Regions from separate parts of the Hordeum vulgare genome. Here region 1 is linked to region 2. A link is a contact called in public Hi-C data. All regions are on one chromosome and are shown on one strand. Each heading gives the region's core, a stretch centred on a gene start, on an enhancer-like site or on the middle of the called end of the contact. The rest is flanking DNA. Distances are from core to core; before and after follow the strand shown. Region 1 holds the start of LOC123440516 (transcription factor DUO1-like). Region 2 holds the start of LOC123440515 (nematode resistance protein-like HSPRO1).

Region 1 (7,459 bases), core at 1,754-4,253, 290 kb before region 2:
CATAGAGTTTTACCGTGCAGCCCGGTAATGGGGCGCATTTACATTTTTTTTTATCACGAAGGCAAAAGTTGTGTCTTATCTTTTTAATTAAGAAAAAGAATAACAAGGTTTTAATATGTTACAGGACCACACAGGTCGGAAGCATAGGGATCCGCCTCTCGAAATTAAGTTACCCAATAATCTAGCCCCGGCGAGAACCGAAGTCTTTGCCTAATCCTTAATCACCGCGACCACTCTGAAAGAAAGAGAAGCTGCGGAGTTACAGTGGAGCTGTGATAAGATTAATTGACCAAAATTCTATGATAGAAACCAATTCTGATCTTCAAACATTAATCTATTTCTATGTTTTTCTTAAATGATTTATCATTGTGTTTGCCAACATCACCCATGTCCTCCCTCCCTTCCTACACAGTGACACAACAAGAAGATCAAGTTCCAGTACTACAAACATCATACCGAACTTAAAACATATAGGAAGAAAAAGGAAGCATCTGTCTATGGATAATGGAAAACGATACCCGAAAGACAGAAATGTGGACGCCATTTTTAGTTAGGCTTCTCTTTTTTCCCAATGTGTAGGTCATATTTAAATATTAAATTATGTGGGATCATAGACATATCTTTCGTCAATCTACTAAATTGTACGAAAATAATGGGTCAAGCATTGATAGCGCTAGGTTTTCTTCCACCTTTTTTCCAGAATTTCCACATACCATTAAACAATCAAATTACAACACGAATTCATGAAAACCATGAGAGGAAAAGAGAGAGGACACATGTCCAGAAACATTTGCAATAAAGCTCCACCAACGGGGATTTTCGCAACCACCATGCCCGCCACTTGCCTTCTTCGGAGACGAACAAGCATCATCGCCCCATGTGCGCTTTGTGAGACGGTGAAGAGGCTTGTCGTTGGCAAGCCCACTACCGCTATAGCACATCGACCGGTGATCATCCCTCGTGCTCCTTGAAACACCAATGCGCGACATGTCGCCGAAGTCCGACGACCCTCCAACTCTGTACTTGGAGATTCATCGTCCCCCAAACAAAGACAACACCCCATGAGATTGAAACCTCCAGAGAAACACCAAACACAACCAGATCCATCACACCAAGGAAATTATGGAATGAGGTAGCCACAAATCCCTGAAGTTCACCATATGGGGCGTCGTCCAGATGAGGTTGAGATCAGGGAAAAGTTATTCCAAACACCCGTGTTAACTCCATCCAAACGTCGCCGTAGGGCACACTAGTCCTAACCCTAACTACAACAAAGGCAGGGAGTCAGGGTTTGCTCACCCATCCATCACGAAGCAGCGACCGGAGGGGAGGAGAACCCATACCTCGCCGAAAGAGCGAGGGTGACTTGGTCGTCTCCCACATCGCCTTTTTTCTAGGACCACAAGGTGCTAAGTGGTTAGTTCATTGTGAGGCATTGAAATACCTAGGTCCTGAAAGAAAAATTGAAAGAAGCACGGGCCATGGTTTGACCATCCTTATTCTCTATCATGGGATAGTTGACGTGGCAACGCCTATATCATAGAGTAACGACAAACCAATACCGTTTACCGTTGCACCTATATCGTAGTAACGACAAACCAATACCATCTACTATTGCGCCTACAATCATAGGTTGACGACAAACTAATAATATTTACCGCTACGTCTATATTAGAGTAACGCCAAACCAGTACCATTTACTGTGGCACCTATGTCACAGAGTAATGACAAACCAATACCGTTCACCGTTGCACCTATATCATAGAGTGACGACAGACCAATACCGTTTACCATTACTTGTTCCAAAATATATGCAACCTAAAGACCTTGGCAATAATTCCTAGCCACAAGCATGCATACATTAAATGTTTGTAGGTTGCATCCTACCATTTTATTGCTCTTCTCGATATCTAATGCCCTAACAGTTGTATATGATAAGTTTATAGATACTAAACAATACCTGACAAGAAAAAGTCACACATACTATTTTTGGCTTTCGTGGATCATGATTGAAATGTAGCCGACACGAAAAGAACAAGTTGCATATTATGACTCCTCGTTTTAATAGATCCTGAGGGTCTGATCGACTCATTTTCTGATACATGTAACGGTGTTATAGAATCAACAATATAAATGCACCACTTCCGCTTGACTATTTAGTAGGAATCTAACCAAAATATCCATTTGTGGTATTGAATGCTTGTCAGACAAAATTGACGTACTAAAGATTTAACACTCAATTTTTACTTATCTAGGAGATACAGAAACTTGTATTTTTGAAGAAAAAAAAACTGTGAACAATTCTGGAATATTTATTTGTGTGGAATGTTCCTGAAGTTGATTGAAATCAGACTAAAAAATAATTAAATTGATTTACATGGAAACCAAAGAATTGATTAAGATAGAAATTGACTGAAATTCCACATGAGTAATTATTTGTATGGCACGGGCTTTCCTGGCACTGGACCACTAACAATGCAAATAAAAATGAGCTAATGTTTGTCGAATACTAATTATAGGGAAATTAATTCTCAACAAATGTATTTATTTTTACGTGCACACCAACGATCATATTCCACTGAAAAGAGTTGCGATTGGGATCTCAGTGGCAAGAGCCATTTATGCGCATGCGGACATACCTATATTTGGAAGTTTGTATGGAGCAGCGCCTCCCTGTCAGCTGTAACAAACTCGTCATCCAAACTGGCTCTTGCTTGCTCGAGTGAGATGTACCCACAGCCGGGCCCCACTGCGCAACAGCTCAACTCCTGAGCAACTGGCTACGCCTGGTCTACATGGGGCGCCAGAGACAGAGATGGGATCCAAGGGCCGATCTTCGCCCCTCCCGTGAGCCTCTGTGGAATGTGTGTACTTGGAACGTCATATTCTAGGAAGGCTTCCCACCGTCGGATGAATGTGGGCCCAGAGATTAAGGGCTGATGCGGCACCTCATCCTCTATATGATGCGGGTCCCTGGATCTTCATCTCGACAGCGACTTGCCTTCTCCCCTGTGGCAGACTCTTCCTCTCTCTCACTCTCGCTCGCTCGCTCGATTCCTCGAAATTCCACCCCCTTCGCCCACCTCCTCCCTTCCTACTGAGTTCTGACCTCCGGCGATGGCGTCGATGGGGGAGTTGCTTTTGAACCAGGAGCTGGCGGCGGTGGCGGCCATGTCGACGGACGCGTACGGGAGGTTCGAAAGGTACACCCTGAGCCCTGCCCATGGTTTTCCCCACTTCCAGCAAGCTGGCAGCGCTCCGACGGTATTCCCCGACACGGGATTGCTCGTTTCTGGCTTCGGCATGCCTCCCTCCACCTTCATCGTCATGCCGGAGGGGACCCACGCGGCCGACGCTTATGGCGCTGAGGCCGTCCCGGTGGAGATCCCCGTGGTCCGGCGACAGAGACCTGCCGCCAGGAACGCTGGGCCGACGCCGTTCAGGGGACCGTGGACGGAGGAAGAGGACGAGTACGTGAAACAGCCGAATCTGATTCGTTTTTTGAGCAGCTTGATCTCGCGGCATGCCTACCGTTCTGCTTAATTGATCAATTTGCTTTTCTTGTTTGCAGACTTCTCAAGAGATTGGTGGATCAGCATGGCGAACATAAGTGGGCGACCATTTCAGATCACCTCCCGGGACGGATCGGCAAGCAGTGCCGTGAGCGATGGACAAATCACGTCCGCCCAGGCATCAAGGTGATGCACGCATGGCAGCTTATATAGTCTTTATTTGATTTTAATTATCGGAAATCTTCCATAGATCTATATGATTCGCACATCTAAATTGTTTTGGCTTAGTTTTTACTACATTCGAAGCATGCGAAACTTTTGGTCGTACAATTCGGGAGTGGGTATTAAGTGAGGAATGAATTGCTCGTCATGCTGCATGACTTTATTTTAATCATTAACTGCGCCAATTTCTTCATCATGGCCACTAATTGTTCGCGTGAGTAATTTTGTCCGTGGCCCTTGGGAAGAGATTGCAGGGAGATAATGGTCAAGCATATTAGGTTCTACAATTTTATTTGTAGAATTGCAGATGCACAAGCGTCTGAAAAAAAATCGTGTATGTTTAGCGGCGTGGCCGCCTATTGTCTTTGTTTTCAACCAATTTATTGAAGTAACCAAGCATCATATGGTTTTTTAGATCAATTCATCTCTATACCCATATGAATTGCTGGAGGACCTTGCCGTCTGAAGACGTTCGAAAAAAGCCATTCAATTTCTAGTGATTATTTTTCACTCTTTCCAGATACTTAGTTGAGTTTCAGCCAGGCCATTCTAGTTTAGCTAACCTTCAGATGTATATATATATATATATTGTTGAGCTTTGTTGCGAGGATTCAGGGACGCAATTTATTTCTACCAAAATAAGGCGATTTTGAAAAACTACCACGTTTCCGTTTCAGAACGATTATACTATCGTAGTACGAACTAGTATGTCCAGTATGATATGCAATTCAATTGCACTTGCTTGTGCCAATCATCTCGAGGCATTAACTTTCCTTCACATAATCACGTTCCAGAAGGAGCACATCTGGACTGAGGCGGACGACATACTGCTGATCGACGCGCACAAGATCCACGGAAACCGCTGGTCGTCCATCGCGAGGTGCCTCCCCGGCCGGTCGGAGAACGCCGTCAAGAATCACTGGAACGCGACAAAACGGAGCCTCAAGTCGAAGCGCCGGTTCAAGAAGAAGACGAGCCAACAGGCCGCCCCGGGCCAGTTCACCCTCCTTGAGGAGTACATCCGCGACAAAATGATGGCTGACGAGAACGCGGCGCCACCGTGTCCATCGTCCGGCGGCGTCGGGTATGACGGCCAGGTCGTTCCAGGTGCCGCTGCAATGCTGGCCGTCTCCGGCCCACCCGGGATGGGTCAGTACCTCCACCCAGCCGACGCGGCCGGGTCATCGTCCCAAGCAGGGGTGATGAACCTGAGCGCGCCGTTGCCGGACCTGAACGCCTACGGTGGCGAGATGCTGGAGGGATACTACTACCCAGCCACCTTCCCGACCTACAGCGACAACAACCTGCTGCACCATGGACCAGAGACTGCATTTCCGCAGATGTTTAGTGCCCAGGGAAGCATGCATATGCATGCAGCATGCACGAACCTGAACTTGTTCCCACTCCCCCAGCACCTCGGTGGCGGCTACTACGGCAGCGAGACCGGCCGCAGCAGCGCCGGTGGCAGCAGTGATCAGGACGAAGACGTGGTGCAGATGGCGTCCAGGGAGTTCCAGACGTCTGAGGACGAGGCCACACTTGACCTCACTGGCTTCAGCTAAGACGGTCCGTCCGCCGGTCGATCCAATACCCTATCCATTAATTTCAGTTTGTCGTTTTTACCTTTCCGAACATTTCACTTTACTTTGTGGTTGGTTCAATCTGCTGCTGTTGTATACTATTGCCCGAACAGCACACTTGTGTGCTTGTGCGGCGTGGCATGCATGTATCTTTAATTTCCGTATTCTGAGTACTGTGTAAAAGTACATTCTGCCGAACAGTTTGTTGGAGAGCCTTTGTTGTACCTGCTGTGTTAGTTTCTAGAGATAGCGATTCACCGAATGGATTTCTGTTTCCGATATTATACTCCGTCGGCGCTGTTGTGTTGTGTGTTCAGCTAGGATGGGGATCAGAGCAATGCAGGCGAAATGAAAACTAGCGGTGCCGGCTTTTATCGGGTACGCGAATGTCGTTGGATGATTTTAAGATCCATGCATCGCTGTAGCATAGTCAACATAAAGTATACGTTCGATTATGTATCAAAACACATTGCTTACAGTATGAGCACGATTTTGTACACGATGCACATTGAATCCCTCCGTAGCCATTGATGTACTACCACGTACATCTGGGCATGGGCAGTCTGGCCCGGCCGGCCCGACCCGAAAATCCCGAGCCGGGCTCGGGCCTGAAAAGTAAGCCCGAAGAGCAGACCGGACCGGGCTCGGGGTTGCAAAACGTATTTTTAAACGTAGATCGGGCCGGGCCTGTCGGGCTTTACCGGGCTTTGCATGTTCGGGCCGGGGTCGGGCCCGATTTGTTAGGCCCGACGGTCGGGCCGGGCTCGGGCCTGAGTTTTCCCGTTCAGGCTTTTTAAAGCCCGGCCCGACCCGGCCCGGCCCGGACTATGCCCATGCTTACTACCACGGCATCCACAAGCAACCTTCTTCTACTAGTCTTTTACAATTGTGCGCCGCCGCCGTCAGAGTTCCTCAAGCTCGTGGATCCTGTTGGGAGAAGGTTAGCAGAGGTGCTCTAGACACCCAAACCCGTCTTTTCCAAGGTATATAATCTGTTATTGTTAGCGTTACAGTTGATTTGTTTTGTATATTTCCGCCTTGACACTTGAATGCATCTGAAATCGCTTTGTCAGAGTCCACATCCATATGAATGTGATCCTTTGATCGAGTAGAACACCCATGATTTGAAGATGATATGAACCCTGCTCAAGTGAGATGTCCTTAAAATCAGTTAGTTCATCCACCACAGCAGACTTGAATTCATTTCCATTCTATGTTTTGGATATCAATTTTATATTAACCCATAATTAGTTACGTTTTGTGTGTTGTAGCATTTGAAGTGTACCTAAAGATTTAGATTAGTGTTACTTGCATAATAGCATTCAGCCGGAAACTGAAATGGAGTAAATGCCTTTAACCAACAAGATTTCTCATATGCTACAACAACCTCTTGTCGGTTGAAGACTCACATTCAGGACAACAAGGTTGCAATTTAAATAATCGGGGTGACCAGCATCTTAGTAAGTATGGCGATGAATTCACAAAGAAACAGAGGGCATTCGAAGCGCCTAAGAGGCTAGACCATTTCAAAAAATGCACCTAGAGGAAAACAAATATGCACCGTACGATGTGAGAGTCTAACGAATCAGAAGTGTGCAGGAAGCGATATTGAAGTATTGATTCTGCAAGCTCACAGAGTGGCCAGTCAAATAAGAGACATAATAGATGATTTCAAGCATATGCCAGGCGAGAGTTTATGGCGAAGGAAAGCTCTGATGATAGTAGTTTTATATCTGCTGAGGACCTCCTTGACAAGAGAAACACAAAAAGTGTTAGGCACCTAAAGAGTATGCATCAAGTTGATGACAACAATTTCCATACGAATTGGCATATACACGTGAACCCATGCGTAACTTCGTGGAATCCTGTAAGTAGGTCATTCCAAAAGCTAGTTATGATTAACATTAACTATTACCCATTCGATAAGTGTACTGTGTCCTCACTGGTGTGACAACTCCATTTGATTGTATACTATGCAGGTTATTGGTTACAAGTGCAACCGTCAGAAGTTTAACCAGGTTGTGGAATCACTTACTGGCATACAGAAAGAATGGGTAAGAGAGATTGATTTTGCAGCATTATTAGAAATGCCTGCATGCAGGATGCCTCGAGGTTTAACATTGTGGTTATTCGACCAGTTCGACT
Region 2 (7,079 bases), core at 3,266-5,765:
TATCACACCATGACCGCTCTATTGTAAAGATATTTAATGACGCGAAGCGGTCGGGAACTATTAAAAGTGGTGCAACAAGTAGTGGGAAAACAATTCCCCAGCTCGGCAAATAGGAAAAACAATCGATCCCCGCACTCAGGGTGTTTGGCGATATCACTAATATTGATCCGGGGGTAGTGGCCGCTAAACCTGGTTTCACTCTTGGTGATTTCTTAAATGATGATGTACAATTCGAAACTGCTGAGGTAGTAGCCTTAAGATTAGAGCACGGGAAATCTCTCGTCAAACCTGAGCAGTTGACAAAACTATCAACGACGATGCAAATACTCCATGACTAGTACTTGAAAACTTGCAAGGATGGGTGCGATCGTATCTATGTGGGATTTAAAGGTGAGCACTTGACGATGGAGTCGGTTCGTTGTACGTTGAATTTGAAGAATTATTTCAGTTATACAATCAAGACGCCATCGACAAATCGATCCTCAGTTCCTATTGTGTGTAAGTATTATTATTTTTAATTCAGTCTCTAGCTCAGCTCGTTCATTGCATGTATAATTATCCTCACTATATTATGCAGATTGAAGATCCTCGAATGCAAAAAAGGCAAATATATGACATTGGGTTCATTAACCCAAATACCATAAATGCATTTACGGTACGTAAGATGCCCATGGATACACAGAACAACTTGCTAAATGCATTAACAAGACAACATGACAGAAGGGGAATACTATTTCCTTACAACTACAAGTGAGTGTCACTAGTTGTCTTGTGCACATTCTGTTTTGCTTACTCGAGGTTAAGTGTAATTGGTGACTTATGTGTGCGCAGGTTTCATTTTATTCTGCTAATCATTAAGCTTGAGGAGGGACTAGTAATTGCCTTGGACTCGAACGTAAATACCCTACAGAGTGGGCAACGATGAGTGAAATGCTCCAGGAGAAAGTTCAATCGTTATCGCACCATATCGCCAAGTTTCGTTCATTTCCTGATATCAAGTAATCATTTTCTTTGTCGTGCAGGGTTTGGAAAAATTTCACCCGCACCACTAATGGTGAATGGCCAAAGGAGCTGCGATTTATACAATCCAAAGTAAGTAGTACTAGCTAGTTCCGCGCATCTCTCCTTCATTCTAGTTTCAATATCATTATCATGCTTGATTATTGTTTTGATTGAACTCAATTCTAGTAAAGTACTGCTTGAGGCAGGAATGCGTGGCACCAAAAGGGAATGAGAGGGCATGCATACCATGTATTGAATGCCGAGGCCACTCACGGGGCGTAACTTGATGCTCTCATAGGTGGCACAAAACTTGTTGCACTCTTGTTGAATCATCCTCCAACGCTTTGAAAGTGACACCCATCCACGCTTGGTTTGCATTTGGTACGGGGGAAACTTCTTGCGCTCATCGAACTCATGATGAACACGAGTCCATAACGCTGACCACTTTTGTTCAGCGTCGACCTTCGGGTCTTGCCCAATGTCCCTCCAACACTCACAAAGGAGCTTGTCCTCGACCGGCATGTATGCCTTCGTCCGCTTGCTCTTGCGCTTCGACTTTGCCTCGGCAGTAGTTTGGGTGGCGAGCTCCTCCTCGAACAAAGGATCCCCGTCGATGTCCATGTCATCCTCCTCCTCCTCAAGGTCGTAGTCCTCCGGGAACTCATTGTCGAGCGGGAAGCCGTCTAGGCCGACCTGATCTTGCATGAAGGCGTCATGTGGATCACTGATGGCTTGCGTGAATGGCTCTTTGTCGTCCTTGCTTTAGGTTTCATCGGGATCGTACGCACCAGCCGCCGGCACACCGCCTTCGATTGGTTGTGTCATTGTCGACGGCGGCCGGCATTTCTTCGAACACATTGCGGGCGCCGGTGAGCATGTCGGCTGGCATCTCGCGCTGGCGTTTCGTCATGCCTCCGGACGATGATCCGCGTGCCACCGGTGCGGCGTCGAGGTCGATGGTCACTGGCACGCGCGTGGAAGGGGTCACAATGATCACCTCCCGCGAGCATTCCCCGGAGAAGCGGTTGCCTTGCGGGTAGATGTGGAAGCTGCGAGCAACTCCTTCCTCTTCTTGGGCGGCACGACGGCCTTGCGGGGGGGGGGGGGGGCGTGGGCCTTGCCTTTGGCTTCGACGACGGCGACGGACGAGGCCATGGAGGCGATGGCGGCGACGGCTTCGAGGTCGTCGTCCATGGTGGTGAGAGCGGGTGCAGGAGCGAGCGGGAGGGTTTGGAAAAAATTAAAGGGAAAAAATGGCCGCTTTGCCCTCGACTTGCGAGCCAAGGAGGGAAGTAGGCGCGCGGCTCGCGTCCGCTTCGTGTCCGCGCCGACGCAAATCGGGCTCAAAATTGGACCGGAAATGGATCGGCAGACGGACTAAAAGCGAACGCGCGTCCGTTTAGGTCAACGCCTTGGGCCAACTTTTTGTCTGCACGGACCCAAACGAACGGCGGCGACGGACGAAATGGATCGTTCCATTGGAGTTGCTTTAAGTATTTTAGGATTATTTGATTTTTATAAAATGACTTATACACTGTTATACCCGGGTAGGAGGGAGTAACATTTTTTAAGAAAAATGTATTTACATTAAATGAACCGCAAATGAAATTACATCAGGCTACTTGATTTAATTGAATGTCTCACGGTTAAATACTTCCTCTGTGATACTAGAACACTAGAACAGATGGCATCACAGTCACAACACACGCATCTAGGAGTATATTATCTACTGTACTCATGTATCGCTACTGAGATGAATCACTATAGGATTGCAGGCTGGGGATCATAGGTAACTTCTAGCCTGCAAAATTACCGATCGCCGCGGTTTTTGGCCGTTCGAAACCTTCAGCTCCGCCCTGACGGAACAGAGGCGGCGGCCATGTGCTGAACCCAGTAGTCGGCCAAGAACGTCTTGGCGGCGTCGAGGCTGGGGAAGTAGGGCGGCTCCAAGAACATCTGCGAGAGCGGGTCCGTCCCCTCCACCGGCACGAACAGCGGCCGGTTGCCCGACGCCTCCGCCGTGCCACACACCGCCGCCACGACCTGCCGGTACGCGAAGAAGAACCTCCGCACGGCCGCCTCCACGGCCTGGAAAGCCTGCAGCAGCTCGATCTTGCCGGCGTCCTCGCCTTCGCCGCGCCTCCGGCCGTGGTACAGCCTCATGGCCGCCTCCTGCACTCTCGGCCCGCCATTGGGGTCCGCCTCGACGCCGATCACCCACGGCACCAGCTTCTTGATGTCCCTCGTGGCGTTGGCGGCGTGCAGCAGCGCTCTGGACCGGAAGCAGAAGGACGCGTCGGTGCCGTCCGGCGCCGACCGTATCGCGAGCTGGCTCTTGAGCCGCAGGAAATCGTCCGGGTCCATGAGCAGGTGCAGGTCCTCGATGTCGGCAAGCAGCTTCCAGATCCGCTCCAGGATCCAGCAGTCGCTCGCCGCCGCCTCCCAGTCCTTGGCTTCGATCCGGTTGTTCAGGCGGGTGAGTAGCTGAGACGCCGCACACAGCCAGGATTCAAGAATCTGGTGGATGGTGAAGAGCGCCTCGTTCTCCCTGTTGCGGTAGCCGGTCTTGGGCTCCGGCGCCACCCTCGGCTTGAGGGCGTGCAGCTCGTGCGGCTGCACGACACGGTCGTACTCCAGCACCGGCTTGCCGGCGAGGTTGGGCTCGCCGAGGCCGAGGGAGAAGGCGCAGCCCTGCATCTGGCTCTCGATGGCGTACTTGATCTTGGCCGCCAGGGTCTCGGACTTGTCCCACGCGGCGAGGCGCGGGAGCAGGCTGGCCTCACTGACGTGGCACACCACCGCAGCGGCGCTCCCCGGCAGCTGCCACACCTCCGAGGCGCTCCGCTCCCGCGGGAGCACGCCCTCGGACGCGCTGAGCTCGGCGAGCGGTGCGCCCCGGTCGCCCTCGCAGAGCGCGGCCACCACCTCCACCTCGCGCGCGGCGAGGGACTCGAGCCGCCGCGCGAGCTCGCGGCGGCTGGCGTAGCCCCGCGGGTCGGAGAGCGCGACGGACACGAAGCGGAAGGTGATCTCAAGCGCCTGCAGCGCGGGCTTGACCAGGCCCTCGTCGGTCCAGCCCGGGCAGCACGCGCCCTTCCACAGCCTCGACAGCTCCGGCAGCCGCAGGTACTGCTCGTACGCCTCAGCCGCCGAGCTGTCCTGCACCTTCAGCACCACCGACGCCGCCGGCGCGCGCCGCTTGTCGTCCGGCCGCACGGGCGAGAGCGGGGACAGCTTGGTCGTCGCCATTTCTTTCAGCACGGTTCCAGCTCAACAAACTCTCGGGTTAACTAATCTCTCGTTCGAAACCTCTACCGCTCCTTGCTCCAAGCAGAAACTTGGTTGCTTGCTTCCTGCTCGTGTTCTGGTCACACTAGGGTCGGGTGTGGCCTCGAGGATTAGAAGGTGAGGTGGCTTATATACTGCTCGTGCCCGTCTTATCGATATCGATAGACAGGGAAGGGAGGAGCAGCTCAGGCAGCGCGTGGCGTGTGGACCGGGGCGCGGGGTGGTTTGAGGTTGAAGTCTCTCAAACCGCGGGGGCACGCAGAAAGCCATTAAATTAGCGCGGAGGGGAGGAAGAAAAGGCGCGCCGAGCTTATCCGGAGAGCGTGGGCTGTCTGTCATGTCATCAGCTGCTGTGATGCGCGATGCCATGCGGTTTTGTGCCGTCCGAGTCGTCGTGAATCGTGGTGTTCTCTTGCCTTCGGGCAGCGCACGTCGTTGTACCTCGTGGAACGCATCCGTCTCTATCCATCCGTCCATCCATGATCCATCCATCCTGGGGCGGCACGAGGTTCGCCGTAAAGGATGTTGGGATGATTATCACCTCCTTAGGGATTATTATCGCTTAGTTTAGTGGGAAAACTTCATCCGTTTCTCCTTCGCTTGCGTAGGTAATTCGGTGGGAGAAGGCTAGTTTTTCCCTAGCAAGCGACGTTAATTTAGTTTGTGATATTGGTCGGCAATGTCGTAAGCTGCGGCGGCCATTGTTTTTCGTTTGGGGATTTACCTTGCACTTGCTTCCGTTGAAATGCTTCCTGGATTCGGCTAGGACGGCTTTCGGTGGTTGACTCTTGTGGCTTTCTTTCTTTGGTTATTGAGCACTATATAGTACTCAAAGGTCAACTGGTTTTGTAAGGGTTTATAGTCGCATTCTTCTTATTTCGTCGGAGTGGGGAGCATGCATATCCGAGCTGTAACTTAATTGCTCTATGAATATATATAGCCTGCTAATGGGATATGGTTTGACAATTGTCTCATGTATAATTCATTTTTCTAAGATACGATACATACACATACGCACACATACTCGTCCATATGAACACATATATATCCTATCTCTATGATTATTCTATCTTCAATTGCGAACGTACATGTAAGTTGTGGGTCAGTTTATCACATGGTTTTTTTTGTAGTTTCCATTTGATTTTTTAAATTTTACGCATTAGTCCTTGTAACTTGAGAAGATTGATCCCATCGATTTCCAATAACCCCAACGGGGGTTATTGCTAACACAGCTAAAAATGTGAGTATCAATGTTAAGTCCGAGATTTATACTTTGATGGATAAGGGATAGTGTTGTCTTTCTAACCATCCAATCACAGATTGATTCACAAATTTATTTTAATCTGACAAAAACATTTGAAGGCTACAATTTCGTTCATTATTTGTGAGAAGACCACAACATCCTCTCTTTCTTTTTGCGGGTGACCACAACATTCTCCAGTTACACGTTATTAAAATGAGAGGTCAACCAGTTCCATTTAAACATATGACAATTAGTTAAGGTTTCAAATGTTTAATCATGCATATCAAGTCAACCAATATCAATCAAACAGCCCGTAAAAGAATACAATCAAACAGATGGAGCAGCATATGCTATTTGACGGATTACAAGCAGAAACCTCCAGGCTATCATGATTTGTGGAAAAAAACAACCAGTATAACCTCGCACATGCACCAACGATTCATTCCATTACTGTTAACTTCACTGGCCGGCGCAAAACCACCGAATTCCAGCAGGACGTGCAATGCGGTGCTGACACGGCATGCACCCGACCCACTTCACCTTCGTCGACGCTACTTTTCTTACCCTATACAGGGGGTGCTCGAAATATCGACACGGTTGACGGCACCTGCCGCCTCTGTCTGGCGACCGACCGCCGCTGCCAAACTTTGACGTTGGGCGGACCCGACGAGGGCAAAGTCTACTGTAAATCTGAAACCAACCACCTCGTCCTGACCGGCGGGAGCGGAAGCAGCCGAGAAGTTTGTCTTGGTTTTGGGGGGAATGCTACGCTCGGTGCTTATCCATGGTTCAGTAGCCTGATGATGTTCATGTGGTTTGACCGAGTATATTCCATGCGTGTATGTGAGCTGTAGTGCGTTGGGCATAGCCTGAGAATTCAGCTTATCTACCAGCTAGCTACTGTTAGTCGCGATAACTACGAAGTTTGTAATAGCTAGCTGCTACTTTTCTTTTCTTTAGTCGACCGCAGATTTAGCGGATCCTTCTGCTACAGAAGGAGCGTTGACAACTGGTTCAGACTTTATACTACAAAGAGTAATAACAGCAAAAGAAGGCATGTCGGTAAGATATGTGGGGAGAAAGACGTGCAGTGCACAATCGAGAGGCGCAGCACGGCGGGAAATAGCTGAAGAAGGCATGTCGGTAAGCAACAACAAAAGTATGTTGGTCCGCATACGGCTTACCTGCCTGCCTAATTAAGTCATTAGCCGGACGCCAGACGGCCAGAGCATAAGCGCAGGGCGACTGCGAGTTGAAAAGTTATCCAAAACGTACGTATAAACTGTGTTATTGGTCGCGCCCGTACATAAATCATATGTATTCATATTATTGGTCTCGCTAGTACATAAATCATACTCCCTCCGTTTCTAAATATAAGTCTTTCTAGTGGTTTACCTAATGAACTACATATGGATGTATATAGACATACTTTAAACTATAGATTAATTCATTTTGCTTCGTATGTAAACACCTAGTGAAATATCTTAAAAGACCTATATTTAGGTACGGAGGGAGTATTCATTTATATTATTGGTCTACCCGCACA

The links. Hi-C and Micro-C count contacts between places; a contact is called where the count stands out from the background.
Region 1: a contact with region 2 is called in a Hi-C map of seedling, with 2.4 times the contacts expected there. The contact joins the promoter of LOC123440516 here to the promoter of LOC123440515 in region 2. A contact is called at or near these places in 2 of 6 Hi-C or Micro-C datasets (leaf and seedling).

What each region holds. Positions count from the first base shown.
Region 1 is chr3H:544,205,937-544,213,395 of MorexV3_pseudomolecules_assembly, reverse strand. It overlaps LOC123440516 (transcription factor DUO1-like), which reads left to right and starts at 3,003. Exons shown (of 3, transcript XM_045117081.1): 1 at 3,003-3,470; 2 at 3,572-3,698; 3 at 4,529-5,523. The coding sequence starts at 3,118. The coding sequence ends at 5,296.
Region 2 is chr3H:543,918,338-543,925,416 of MorexV3_pseudomolecules_assembly, reverse strand. LOC123440515 (nematode resistance protein-like HSPRO1) reads right to left here and starts at 4,515. Exons shown (of 1, transcript XM_045117080.1): 1 at 2,487-4,515. The coding sequence starts at 4,251. The coding sequence ends at 2,848.